2 separate regions of the Rattus norvegicus genome follow, and region 2 is linked to region 1. A link is a contact called in public Hi-C data. All regions are on one chromosome and are shown on one strand. Each heading gives the region's core, a stretch centred on a gene start, on an enhancer-like site or on the middle of the called end of the contact. The rest is flanking DNA. Distances are from core to core; before and after follow the strand shown.

Region 1 (6,306 bases), core at 717-3,216:
TACACATACATATACACATATATTCTCAATTTGTTTTACTGTAAAATTTAGATGCTTTGATAATTTAACTAAAATATAATAAAAACACGTGTGTTGGTGAAAAACATCTAGATTTCTTCCCAAGAGAATTTGAGTAAATCTCTCTTCTGAGCATCGATCTCTGCAAAAACAATCTGAGTCAAGATGACCTGGGTTCAAATTCCATTTGAAATACTGCCCAGAGTGTTTGCCAAGTCGCCTCTGCTTATCTGTGAGAAGTCACACATCTCTGTTAGCCTAGCCAGGAGGACAAAGATGTGTTTGTAATGCCCACAGAGAAGGAACAAAGCATGGGCACTTCCGTTTGAAGGTGTCGAACTGAACTTACCCACATCAATTGAATTATTTTTTCTGGAAATGTCTTTCCATGATACTCATTATTTCTTTAATATACATTGCTTGTCTTTGTCTTTAGCTTTTTTTCTAAAAAATAAAAAAAATTAAAACAAAACACAAAGTTGGTTAGGGCAAAAGGAGTAAAACATTTTAACATTCAAAGATAGATTCAAGTTCCCGAAAGTCCATTTCTGTTTGGGTATGATCGCACCTATGGACCAAGTGTGATGTTTAAAACTTGTGATTCCAAAAAGGAGAAGGATCAGAAGGATACTCTATATGTACAACTCTGTATGTACTTGACATTGAATAACTTCACTGAAATCCTCAGGCGGGGTGGGGCAGAAAAGTTTAGCCTTTCTGAGTTTTTTTGGTTATAATAGCTGCTAAAGGCAGTTTCCGTAAAATATTTGTCTCTGCACAAAGTCAATCTTTCTTTCTTTGACAAATTCATTGCCTTGGGTTTAAGAGAAACCCAGAAACACAAATAGACAGGGGGTGGAGTGGTGGGGGGTGGGGTGGGGGAAGAGGAGAAGAGAGAAAGGAAGGAGGAAGAAAAGAAGACTTTGAAAAGATAGGAAGGAGAGTGAAGGACAAGGGAAAACAGAAAGAGCAAGAGTGAAGAGTGAGAGAGAAGCATCATGGTCTTGGTCTGTTAGAGAATGAGAGCTTGCAATCAGCACTACAGAATCCCAGAGAGACAGTGTATTATTGTCTTGAAAGCCACAAAGCTAAACAATTCCAAGAATGTCTGGCAAAGCCCTTTTGGGAAGGGCAAGGTGGGGGACTAACTGGGAGAGGGAGCCCCCTCCGCCCCTTTACTCGGTGTGACAGGATTTGGGAGACCTGGCGGAAACCTTCAGGTCACCCGGGGAACTGCTCTCGCGGCTGGTCCTGTGCGGCGAGGCGGGGGGTGAGCGCGAGGCGCGCGGGGCGCGGAGATGTGCAAGTGGCGAAGCTGGACCGAGTGCAGGCGCAAGCTGCTGAGCGGCTGAGGCGAGGGGTGAGTCTGGGGTGAGGGTCCAAGGGATGCGGGCTTCCCGGTTGCCCTCCCGCCCGGAGCCGGAGTGGGGCCTGGAACCTCCCGGGACTCTGGCCTCGTCCCACTCTGCGCGTTCGGCGCTCGGGCGCACCCTGGGGACCGCACCGAGGGGTGGGCGCTCGCCTGGGCTGGGGGCTACTCTGCCTGCGGCCATCCTGGTCGATGCGCTTATTGGTCGGGATGTGTCTGCTCAGTCGCCTCCAACTTCTCCCCAATCACACTGGTGAGTCACCGGAGAGCGAGCGACCGGGCACGGGGAGCGGGGCACCAGTGTCCCTGGGGCGCCGGGAGTCGGTGGGACGGGCAACAGGAGGACGAAGCGGGCGGGGGCCGGGACGCACGGAGCAAGGACAGAGGCCGTGGTCCCGCGCGCCGCGGGCGCCGGGTGCCTGGTCGCCGTGGGCGGAGGAGGCGTGTCCTGCGCGGGAGCCGCCACTGGGACCTGAGAATGTGGGGAGGGGAAGGGACCGAGAGGGCGACCTGGAGGAGGACCCTGCGAGTGATGTCAGGTCACCTCCAGGTTCATTTTCATAGCTTCCTGCAGCCTCCGCCCAGGAGTTCTGTTTGGTGACCGAGAGCAGCGCTGCCAAATTGCACCGGGGTTCATTTGGGGGCTGGGAATTGGCCATTCCGCTGTACAGACACTGTTTTTATTTTAAAAAGCAAGGTTTGTTTTCATTTTAGTTTCTGTCGGATTCTCTCCTCAATTAACTCACTTTTCTAGTTTTCAATTTTCTTAACCTAAATCTCTTTTCACAATCCCACCTCTTCATCGTGCTTCGAACCTTGGCTTCCTATTATATAATTCATGCTTAAATCTGCCAAAGGGTTGGCTGGCGCGGGGTGGGGGTGTTCTTTAGTAGATGGAAGTTTTTAAAGACCCTTTCTTACTTAACCTATCCCGATCTATTTATACTCTTTAAAAATGAGAGTAACTATAAACGGGTATTCCTCTGAGCCTCTCGGTCAAGTCTATTCCTTGTCCATAAGCGGCTCACATGGATTTTATTAAACTGAAAACTAGTAACTGACTTGCAGCGCCAGCGTTTGGAAGCTGCTATCGGCAGATTGGCCCTGAGGGAGTGGAGCTGCACGCCCTTGGATTTTTTTTTTCTTTTCCCTCCTTCTTTCGTTCAAGTTCTCAAAAATGTTTGTTGTGTTTTGGACTTGATGTTGTTTGTCTTGGGTTGTATAGCTACACTGAACACGAGAGCAACGTGGATGGGACTTTTCATGTCAGAACTCACTTCAGGCGAAGGAAACACCTACTAGTTAATGTGGGGGGGGGGGGCTGTCTTCTGAATTCCTTCTTCAACTTCCGTGGACACAATCTAAATATGAAACTCTGCCTCAGTTTCCATTAATGCAAACTAACTCCGAAGCACCGCCACAGGGACTTACAGACATGTATTGTCGCAGTATCACAGTGTGCTCTGACGGAAAATTGCTTTGCTCCACCTTTCTCTTTAACCGATCAGTTATCTTCCAGGTTTCATAATTTGACGTTTGCTGATGCTGATGCTTTGAAGGAAATACATCTTATACCCAAGCAAAAATAACATTGTGTTCTTTTGCTGATGTTGCCAAGTTGAAGTTTGTGGAGTTTCTTTTGAGTCTGAACTCCAGATTCTCTGTTCTCTTATTGTCTGTTTTGGCATTTGCTTTTTAGTTTAAGAGTCCCCCCCCCCCGCCCCCATGTGAAATGTTTTAAGAACCTAGGTGTGCGTTTGCTTCTCCTACTACAAGCATTGACTTTGCACTGCGTTTTGTATTCTGATCTGTCTGTCTTCACATCACCGATCTTTTAAACGTGTTTGGATGTGGTTAGATTGGATCTTAAGGTAACTGAAGATTTCTGATGTGCTCCATCTTGAGGTATTCTGGCTTACATTTTCTTATTACAAGATAATGAATTATCTTGAACTAAGTGGAAATGAAGGGCAAAGTTAATAGGAGGTTAATATTGCAGCATTTCTGCTTTTTACCAGTGCCTAAAAGTAGTACACTAAGAAAAAAAGAACTTCTGAAGAATTGCAAAATCTTTAGAAGAAAGGTTGAAGTATGAAATTTTGATTCAAAGATGATTTCCTTTGATGCAGGTAAAAAAGACTAAATATCTTGTTTACTTTACACTCTTTGTTTCCCTACAGCTACTCCTACAGCCTTAGGTACCTAACTGTCACCCTTGTCACCCTGTTCAAGGGTAAGGAGGGAGTAAGCAATAACCCAGAACTGAGAAATGCCCGCCTACTAGATTTCCCTCACCAAGAAGCTTGGTGGCGCCAAAGAGCACTTTGACTTAAACTGATCCGCGGCCACTGCTCCAAGCTTTACTTTCCAGACTAACTAGCTCTGATTGAGGCTTCTAGAAAGGACAAAAACAAAAATAAACGACGGCGACAACAAAAAGACAAAACACACAGATAAAAAAGCAGCTCTTTATTTAAACATTTAAGGGCAGTAGGGAAATCCTCAAGCAGATGTGCTAATACTCAAATTCTGGGGGTCCAGGGAACCTGTTCTTTGTGCTTACTTCTCTGTTAAGGGAGAAAGTATTAAATTTGTCCCTGTCTTCTCCTTGCCCAGCCACCACTACTATTAAAATAGCGGTACGATCAATGCAATTCTGTATCACCGCCCCGGGAGCCGCGAGGCTAAGCTAACATGAGTTACATAACCATTAAATAAGGCATTTCAACAGTCAGGTACATTACATTCCACTTTTATTGTACAGACACGGTTTTCATTGTCCAGTAAAGTATTTTTATTTGATAGTCCTTGCTTAGAATGTCATGTAATCAGGAGGACAAACGGCTTAAGACTTTGAATCCAGTTTTTTAATGACTATGTGTGTTTTATTATTGATAAGTCACTAGAGAAAACAAATCTCTACCTGCCTGCTGAGTCTCAACAATACTTCAAATTTATAGTCATGTTCTACTTTGCGTAGCGCCTCAGTTTCCATCAAAGGACTTGTAACTGTTCAAGGAAAGTCTTTACTGATGAGAACATTTCTCAGCAATTGCTTCATCTAACAGCCAAATTCTATGGTTAATTTGTATCGAGTCAAAAAAAAAAAAAAAAAAGCTAACTTGTTGTTTAAGGTGTCCTTTCCCGAAGTCATGCAGAAAGGTTGAAGTTTCTGTAAGCTTTGCTCAGCAATTTTTAAAGAACATCTGGCCTCTAAAGAAACCATGGAATCTAACCATGGCCTTATATACCCTGAGTTTTTCACCATAAATTTCTGTATGGATGTCTAAAGTACCTTTTACTTTACATGGCACTGTTGCATGCAAAATTGTGGCCAAGTGTTCTTTAGGTATTGCTTAGCTGTGTCATCTTGAGCAAGCTGATTGGTTTCGCTGTTTTCCAACTTTGGAAATTGGGTTATTAACATCCACTCCACAGAGATTAGGAGAGTGAATGTATAAAACATTAAAAATCGTACTTAACATCTAGCTAGAACTCCAGAAGTCCCACCTATGGTTAGAAGTATTAATATTTTTAATTAATTATAATTATATATTCTGCAACTGATATGCTGAAGGAGAGTTTACTTAATCATGTTTGGGTTTTTTTCCTCCTTCAATCACACAATAAACACTGATGTGGTTATTGTCTTTCCCCCTGAAATATAAGCACATTTTGTCCATTCAGTGCCCATCTTCAAGAATGCTGTCTAACCCATTCAGACATACCTTTATCTGCAGGGGAAGTAATTTTGAACTTTAAAAATACAAGTTGTTTTCAAGGTAAAATAAACTACTTTCAAGTGTTTATTCCTTTCGGTTTTTATCTGTATTTGCATTTTATATTTCTGCTTAGTCAATACTTTAAGATATTAGTCATTGATTTTCTTTTAACTTATAACAAACGTTGGAGCAAGATATGAAGTTAACCTTTAACAGTCCAAAGTTCACGTGAGTGAGCTTAAAACTTTCTTAATGATGGTTTAACAATTATTTGCTCATGACTATCAGAAGTAACGTGAGTATTTAAACAACCCTTTCTGGTAGCTTCAGTGATAGATACACATGTCTATTCTTTCTTAAGAACTCATACACCTGTGTGTGTGTCTCTGTGTGTGTCTGTTTAAGAAGAAAAAAATATAAGAAATTGGTTGGGCCTGGGACCAATCAGATTCAAATGTATGTATATTCTTTATACGTTTTGCTTCCAGCTTTAACATTTTGACTTTTAGCAAGCAGTTTCTGACATACAGGTATCCTTTCTCTGAAATGCATGCATGTGCTTTTTTAAAATCTACTTATGATGTTTTTGTATGTATATGAATAATTCACAGATTTTAGGTGATGGGAAGATCAGAAAGTCAGATGGATATTACTGATATCAATGCTCCAAAGCCGAAGAAGAAACAGCGATGGACTCCACTGGAGATCAGCCTTTCTGTGCTCGTCTTGCTCCTGACTATCATAGCTGTGACAATGATTGCTCTCTATGCAACCTATGATGGTGAGTGGCTCCCAGGCCCACCCAGAACCCAGTGCGAAAGGGGACCGACCCTGTGCGTGTCCTTTCAGCATTGACCTTGACACGCTTGGAGGATGCACAGGTTCACTTGGAGGTCAGCATCCGTATGTTAAAATGATAAACTTAGGATAAAATACACGATCCATACATTTGAGCTAAGTTATTAATTGCAAAACACATTCAGTATCTTCATGTTTGTGAGACCTGTGCAATTTTGTTTGATTAAAATATACACAAATTTTTTTGTCTAGCTTCAGTAATAGCTGCTCACCAATTACTGTTGTGTCACTGCAATTTTAAAAGTTTTCTTGAGAGTCTAAGAACTCAGATTTTGATTTTCAGAAGTTTTTCACAATAAGGATTATTAAAGACTGGCTCTTTAATGAGAAAACATGATT
Region 2 (6,564 bases), core at 370-2,869, 280 kb after region 1:
ATTTTATACTTGTATGTGGTGGGTTTCATAGGAATGCTGAAGTTTGTTCTAGGGTATAGCTACTTAGACATTCTCTTCTTAAAACTTTTCTTCTGTTTACATCAGGATGGATCAAAAGAAACTAGACTCAGACTAGCGAGGTGGCTTGCCAGGCAAAGACATCCGTATGCACTCTGATCGCCTGAGTTTGATCACTGGAACCAACATGATGGAATAAAGGAACTAGCTCCCACAAATTGAATTCAGGAAACATACTGTAATACACTTTCTCTGTCTTTGTTCCCCACACACACACTTTTAAAAAAATAATTTATATGTTTAGAAAAAAAGAGAAGCTGTCACTCCAAAGATGATTAGGTCTTATGGAAGTGACATACTTCTTGGACTGTATTCAGTGTTCAGATGTTACAAGTTTCCCCTTCTCTTATAGGACTAGAGACAGGTAAAGGTGAGCTCCAGAAACAATATGGATGGATCTAGCCTTCTGAAGGTCCTTCCCTGGACTCCAGTACCTTCTTCTGGCTGTGGAGAAGTCCTTAGTGACAACTAGAAAGAGCGTGAACATCTGTGAAATCATTCGGTCCCTACTTCTCCTCTTGTGCTCTGTGTTAAGATTTCTGGGCTTTTCCCACATCTCTGTGACTCAGGAACACATCTAGCCTCAGCCCCGGAAGCTGCCTCTAGACAATAAGCTAGACCAGCTGTAGGACTTGTTTTATTGCTTGTCCCTTCCTAGATCACACCCATCTGCTTCCTCCTATCCAAAGTCTAGAAACCTCTATCACATAGATTTCATACATTCTCTTTGGTACCAATTGGTTTTTCTGTAATATCTCCTCCAAGAAAACAAAATATAAAGTTAAAACAGGGGACTTGGCATATCAGACCCAAGGAACCCAACCTAAATAACATCTTGTGTTACTAATGACTGTGTTAGATGCATGCTCGTAACAGAAACCACATTCTGCTTTTTAAGTGATTTCATCAGCTAAGCAGAATGACAGGCGCCCAAAAGAGTCAACAAGTTCAAGTTTTCTATTTCTGTCTTTACACAGTCTCCATATTCTCAGCACTGTAGTGGATTAGAGCTGAGCAAGGGAGACAGGAAGCCCTCAGCCGACAATTGAAAGCAGATTTCTTCTGTGGTGTGGTCTGTGGTAAGGTAATTAGAAACCAGGAAAGCCATATACAATTGGGCAAAGGGAGACCTTTGTACTAAACATATGCTGAGTTACATACACTAAATAAGATGTCAATGTCTAACAGTTAACATTGTTTTTAGCCATCTGTAAATTATAAACCATTGCCACATTTGTTTATTTCCTCCAAACTTGCTATAGCCCGGCATGCACCTTTCTCTCTGTGTCTCTTTGTGTTTCTGTCTCTGTCTCTCTGTCTCTCTCGCTCTGTATCTCTGTCTCTCTCTCTCTCTCATGCACACGCACATGCACACACACACATGTGCACATTCAGTATCTTTCTTGCATGCACCCTAAGTCATCAATCATATAGTGTCTAAGTATAAAACTAAAGTGGATTCCATTCTTTCCCAACCCTACTCACATGTCTACCATACTTTGGATTCCTACTATAGCCTCCTCTGAACCTGCTTCTAAACTCGGTATCACCAGAGGCTGTGGATCTCTTCAGGGACCTCTGACTCACAATCACTCAGACACATCAAGACAGACTCGGGCAAATGGTACCACACATTCAGTAACAGATATTTTGAAGAGCAGACACAAAGAAAAAAATCCTGGCAGGGGCAGATGGAGGTTTCCAGAAGCAGATGCTGAATTTGCCTCTCAAGCCTTCACTCTATCCAAACTGTTCCAATGAAGAAGGGATGTGCTATGTAACAGCTCACATGACAAGCACCTCTCCCTAGTGTCTCCCTAGTGTCTCCCTAGTGTCTGTCTCCCTAGTGTCTATAAACTCAGAGAAGTTCCAGCACCTTGGACCTTTTATATTTCCTCAAAGTTCTCTTCAGGAAGACACAAGGACATTCCTGAAACAAGATATGTCAGCCTCAGTAGCAAAAGTACAAAACATTAAATAAATGGGATTTGAGACCATTTAGGTACTGAGTTTAGGGATTGGAACTTTCCTAAGGAAATGAACTCAGGCTTTGCAAGGTGTCTTACCTTGTTCACTAAAGGGGTGTGGCTGGTGCTCATATCAATACTACATCAAGTTTCATCAGGGGAGAGCATCTAACATTCGTTATGCGTCAATATAATCCTACTCTTTTCACTAATAGCACAGCCCTGACATTGAGTCCTCTGTTTGTGACAGCATTGGTGTGATCAGCTTTAATAACAAGCCTTCAGTAACCCAATCTAGCATGGGGCTGCAGCATTCCACTGGCTCATTGCCTGTGTGCGGCTCAATCTCCACTAGAACAGACCTCTGCCCCTAGATTTTAAATGTGAAGCAGTGCTCAACAATTTCTGCATCAATGGCAACCAGAACTCGTGGAGCAGATAACAACCAGTTAACAGACACCTCCATTGAGAAAAAAGTTGCGCCTCTTATTTCTATTATTTCCTATTCCAAAAGCATCAGGACAGAGACACTTTTGGCAGAGTTTTCGTTCCCTTTTTGTGTCCTTTCCACAGTCATATTGGTGATCAGTTCTTGGCATCATACAACAACAACAACAAAAAAAATGTGGCAGACACTGAAAATGATGAGAGAGAACTGGAAATCATGGTTTTTGACAGGAATGTGTCCCCAAAACCTCTGTTTGCTCTGAAATTATGGAAAAGTGGTTGGACTCCTAAGTGGGGCTTACCAAGAGAAAGTGAAGCTGTTTCCTTAAAGGGAACACTGTGACCTGAGCCTCTTTCCTCCGAGCACTCAGCATGATTAGCTGCCTCCCACAGGACCCCTAAAATAGGCCAGACAACTATGCTCAGAAACCTTCCCAAGTGTGAACTGAAATAAACCTTTCCTCCTCAGAAGATGATGTGTCCTGTGTATTTGTAGCTGACCAACACAAAGGGACTAGCACACCAGACCTTCGTGAACAAGAATAACTGCGTCTTGCCACTAAAACTGCGCATGCTGTTTGCTGTTTTAGAGTCAGCTTTCAGCAAATTGCTATGCTTCTGCCCTCTGAGTAAGGAGGGGTATCTCTGTTCCCCTGGGGTATAGATTACAGTTGACTAAACCATCAACTCGATGACTTGAATGGCAGAGCTGGAACACTGAGGTGTCTCCAAATCATACCTCACAGAAATACTAAAGGAAGGTTCATTTTGTTTTACAGTCTCATCCACAGTCCTCAACTTCACTGACTGACCATACAATCTGCAGAAGCCACTCACTGCACCTCAGGTACACAGAGAGGACGAGACACGGATCCTCTAGGTGTATCTGCCTCCTTCCTCCAAAACTCTCACCACCAGCAATTCATTTCACTTAAAATCTTCTAGAATTATTCTCAAGCACCTCGGTGGTATTCTTTATGTCTTAAATTAAGGAAATCCTACTCCACCCCACAATGGTTGCTCGGTGATTTCTTGCAGGAGGAGACTTATCTGTGCACATATTAACTAGTGAGAGTTGAAGAGGCTTATATTCAAAATCACAAGCACGAATGCTTCTTCTCACTTCTCTGCTCTTGTCTTGTGATTATTCCAAAATTTTATTGTAGTGTGAGAAACAAGGATGGCAGCTTTATTGGGACCTTAAAATAATTTCATTGTTTTCCAGGAAAATGTATCATCAATTGATCATTATTTGTCCCTTTTGATGACAATAAGTGTAAAACACATTTGACTTTCCCTGCAATGACACATGTTTTAGGAAAAGTTTTCTGCTCACCAGGGTCATTCAGCACCAACCATTCTAATGATAATATCAAAGTTACAATGATAACTTACTCCACAGCCATTTAAGTTAACATTATCTAAAACCAAGATCAATGACTGACAGCTTAATGGACAGTACATAGGTACACAGGGTTGGCCTAGCTGTGCAAATGCGATTCTTTGGCTGTGTAATTTGAACCTGGTTGCTCTAATTTAGTTTCTCTATGTCTGCCAGTTGAACAAAAACTTCTGGCATCGCCCTGGAGAGAGAACAAAAAGGAGGAAGTGAGGGAGGAAAAGAAATAGACTGCATACTCTGAAGCCACAAAACAGCTGTAAGATATTCGCACTAGGGTAAGTATTTTGAATGCAAGCCACTGTTCATTCATAAATGTTCATGCGGTACAAGAAACTCACAAAACCAGATCAGCCGAGGCACTTACTTGCTCAACAAACCTGAGTTTGACCACCAGAACCACATACAGGCAAGAAGAAAGAGGGAAGGAAACACACACACACACACACACACACACACACACACACACACACACACACAAAAAGAGAGAGAGAGAGACAGAGAGAGAGAGAGACTATTCACATACACACATACATATGCATATTCACATACATATGCACAACAACAACAACAAAAACAATAATTAAAATTTAAACCCTCTGACTTAAAAATTAATGTTCTACTTTTACCTGTCTTCTGAAACTTAGATAAAATAGGAAAAGTATTTGAAGAGTCCTGTGTCAATACTACAGATACGTGGGGGAAATTCAATTATGATATGGTTCTGTCTGCTAATCTTCAAGGAGTATGAAAAGACTGCTCAAAAAAGTCAGACACTGTAGAGCAAGTCTTTAATCTCATCAATCGGGAGGCAGAAACAATATCTATGTGAGTTCAACACCACCCTGGTCTACATAGCAAGATCCAGAACTGAAGTAATGTATCTCCAAAGGAAAGAAAAAGAAAGAGAAGGAAGGGAGGAAGGAAGGGGAGAAAAGGGAAGGGAGGGGATGGGAAAGGGAAGGGAGGTGAGGGGAAGAGAAGGGAGGGGAGGTGAAGGGAAGAGAAGGGAAGGGAGGAAGGGGAAGGAAAAAGGAAAAAGAGAAGGAAAAGGAAAGAGGAAGAAAAAAGGAAAAAGGAAAAGTAAATGCATTTCCAATATCTGCCACAAGATGGCACATCAATACCTATAAACCAAGGCAGTCCTATAAGGGCGACAAACACATCTGAAATGAAGATCACTTGGAGATGAACACATTTGACGCTGAAGGGCATCGTCCTCTTGGCTGTGGTGCTATATACTTGATTCGTTAGACTGCAACACCCTGAAACAACACATTTACATGTGATTGGGCGTATTCACAGAGAAGAGTGCTGGGCCATGGGTTTAAGCCAACAGAGAATTTTTATTAGCCAATTGTGTGTTCAGGATCCCAGTGTTGCCCCAGTACTTTCTCAGGGTGAGCTTTGATGAACAAAAACCATGTACAGGGTTGGTATTCTTCCATTAACAAAAACCGTTAGCAGAACTACAGAAGCCAAAGAGCAAGGTTAGTACGTTTAGAGGCTTTCCCATAACTATGGGCTTAAAGGATTGGGCCTTTGTTTTAGCTTTGTCAGGTGATGCTGAGTTTGACAGCCTGAATGGTGCTTCCACTTGTACCAACATCTCGGGACCAACAAAAGTCTGGTGCCTTGTGACATCCCTCACTGGTCTTAGTGAATGAGTCAAATCATGGACTCATCCTGCACTAAAAATGGTAGAGTTGGTCTTAAAGACCATTAATTTTACTGACCGAACACATAACTAGCCATATAGTTTAAGCTGTAGGGGTCTACAGTTAACCCAATCAGAATGAGAATTAAAGGCCCAGTCAGTGCTGAGAACCGAGTAGTTAGGCAGGAGGACAAAGAGAACAGAGGTTGGTATCAATGATCTGATATACACCTTTATCTCTTTCTCTTTTTGAGTTTTTTTTTCCCAGTCCTAGCAAGATGTTTCTAATTACTCCTAATCAACTAGAAACAAGAAAACCAATATATTTTCTCAGAGCCAGACACAGTTTCCTTTATCTCATGAGAAGTAAGTCTAAGCCTCTCTTCAATTTAGTAGGACAGTTTCTCCAAGGGAGTCTAACTACTGTTTTAATACCTTTAGATCCTGATTAACTTGTTTATTTAGTTTAGAATGCATCAGAACAAGCATATTTAGTCAAGCCATTGGCGCATGCCCACCAAGTAGTCTCAGGGGAGTGTTACTATTTCTGTTATCCAGAAGAATTAATCCACAAGGCAGAGTAGCAGGCATTGGAATAAGTTAAAGGTTTTAGATATTTGACAAGTTTCAGCCCTGGCTTCCCCCAGTTGCAATGAGTTCTCTCGGTCAATGAGCTGATGGTCTGGTTAGCTCTTATCCCTATGTAGTACGGGGATGGGTGTCCAAGCATTACCAGCAATCTTGGCTAGTTTCTAGCCGGCAATGATTAATAGAACCCCCTTCCTAGGCTTAGAGTCTGAATCCTTGGGTTTTTATTGTTTCCCAAAGACCAGAATTTGTCGACTGGTTGGTTGGGCCGTTGGTTGTTTGTTTTTGTGTTGTTGTTTGCTTGCTTGCTTTTCTAGACAGGGTTTTTTGTGTAGCCTGGGCTGTTCTGGAACTTGCTCTATAGACCAGGTAGCCTTGACTTCACAGAGAGGCCTGCCTGTGTCTACCTCCCTGGTGCTGAGATTCAA

What was found. Hi-C and Micro-C count contacts between places; a contact is called where the count stands out from the background.
Region 2: a contact with region 1 is called in a Hi-C map of the Rat2 cell line, with 5 times the contacts expected there. The contact joins the enhancer-like site here to the promoter of Mme in region 1. A contact is called at or near these places in 4 of 12 Hi-C or Micro-C datasets (the Rat2 cell line, Schwann cells, kidney and 1 more).

The regions. Positions count from the first base shown.
Region 1 is chr2:149,870,531-149,876,836 of GRCr8, forward strand. It overlaps Mme (membrane metallo-endopeptidase), which reads left to right and starts at 1,967. Exons shown (of 23, transcript NM_012608.2): 1 at 1,967-2,084; 2 at 5,721-5,890. The coding sequence starts at 5,731.
Region 2 is chr2:150,154,277-150,160,840 of GRCr8, forward strand. No RefSeq gene overlaps it. Among named protein-coding and RNA genes, the nearest start is that of Strit1, 70 kb to the left of the region's middle. Within about 2 kb of position 1,620, at least 2 of the 93 cell types and tissues checked have an H3K27ac peak or open chromatin away from gene starts, as enhancers often do.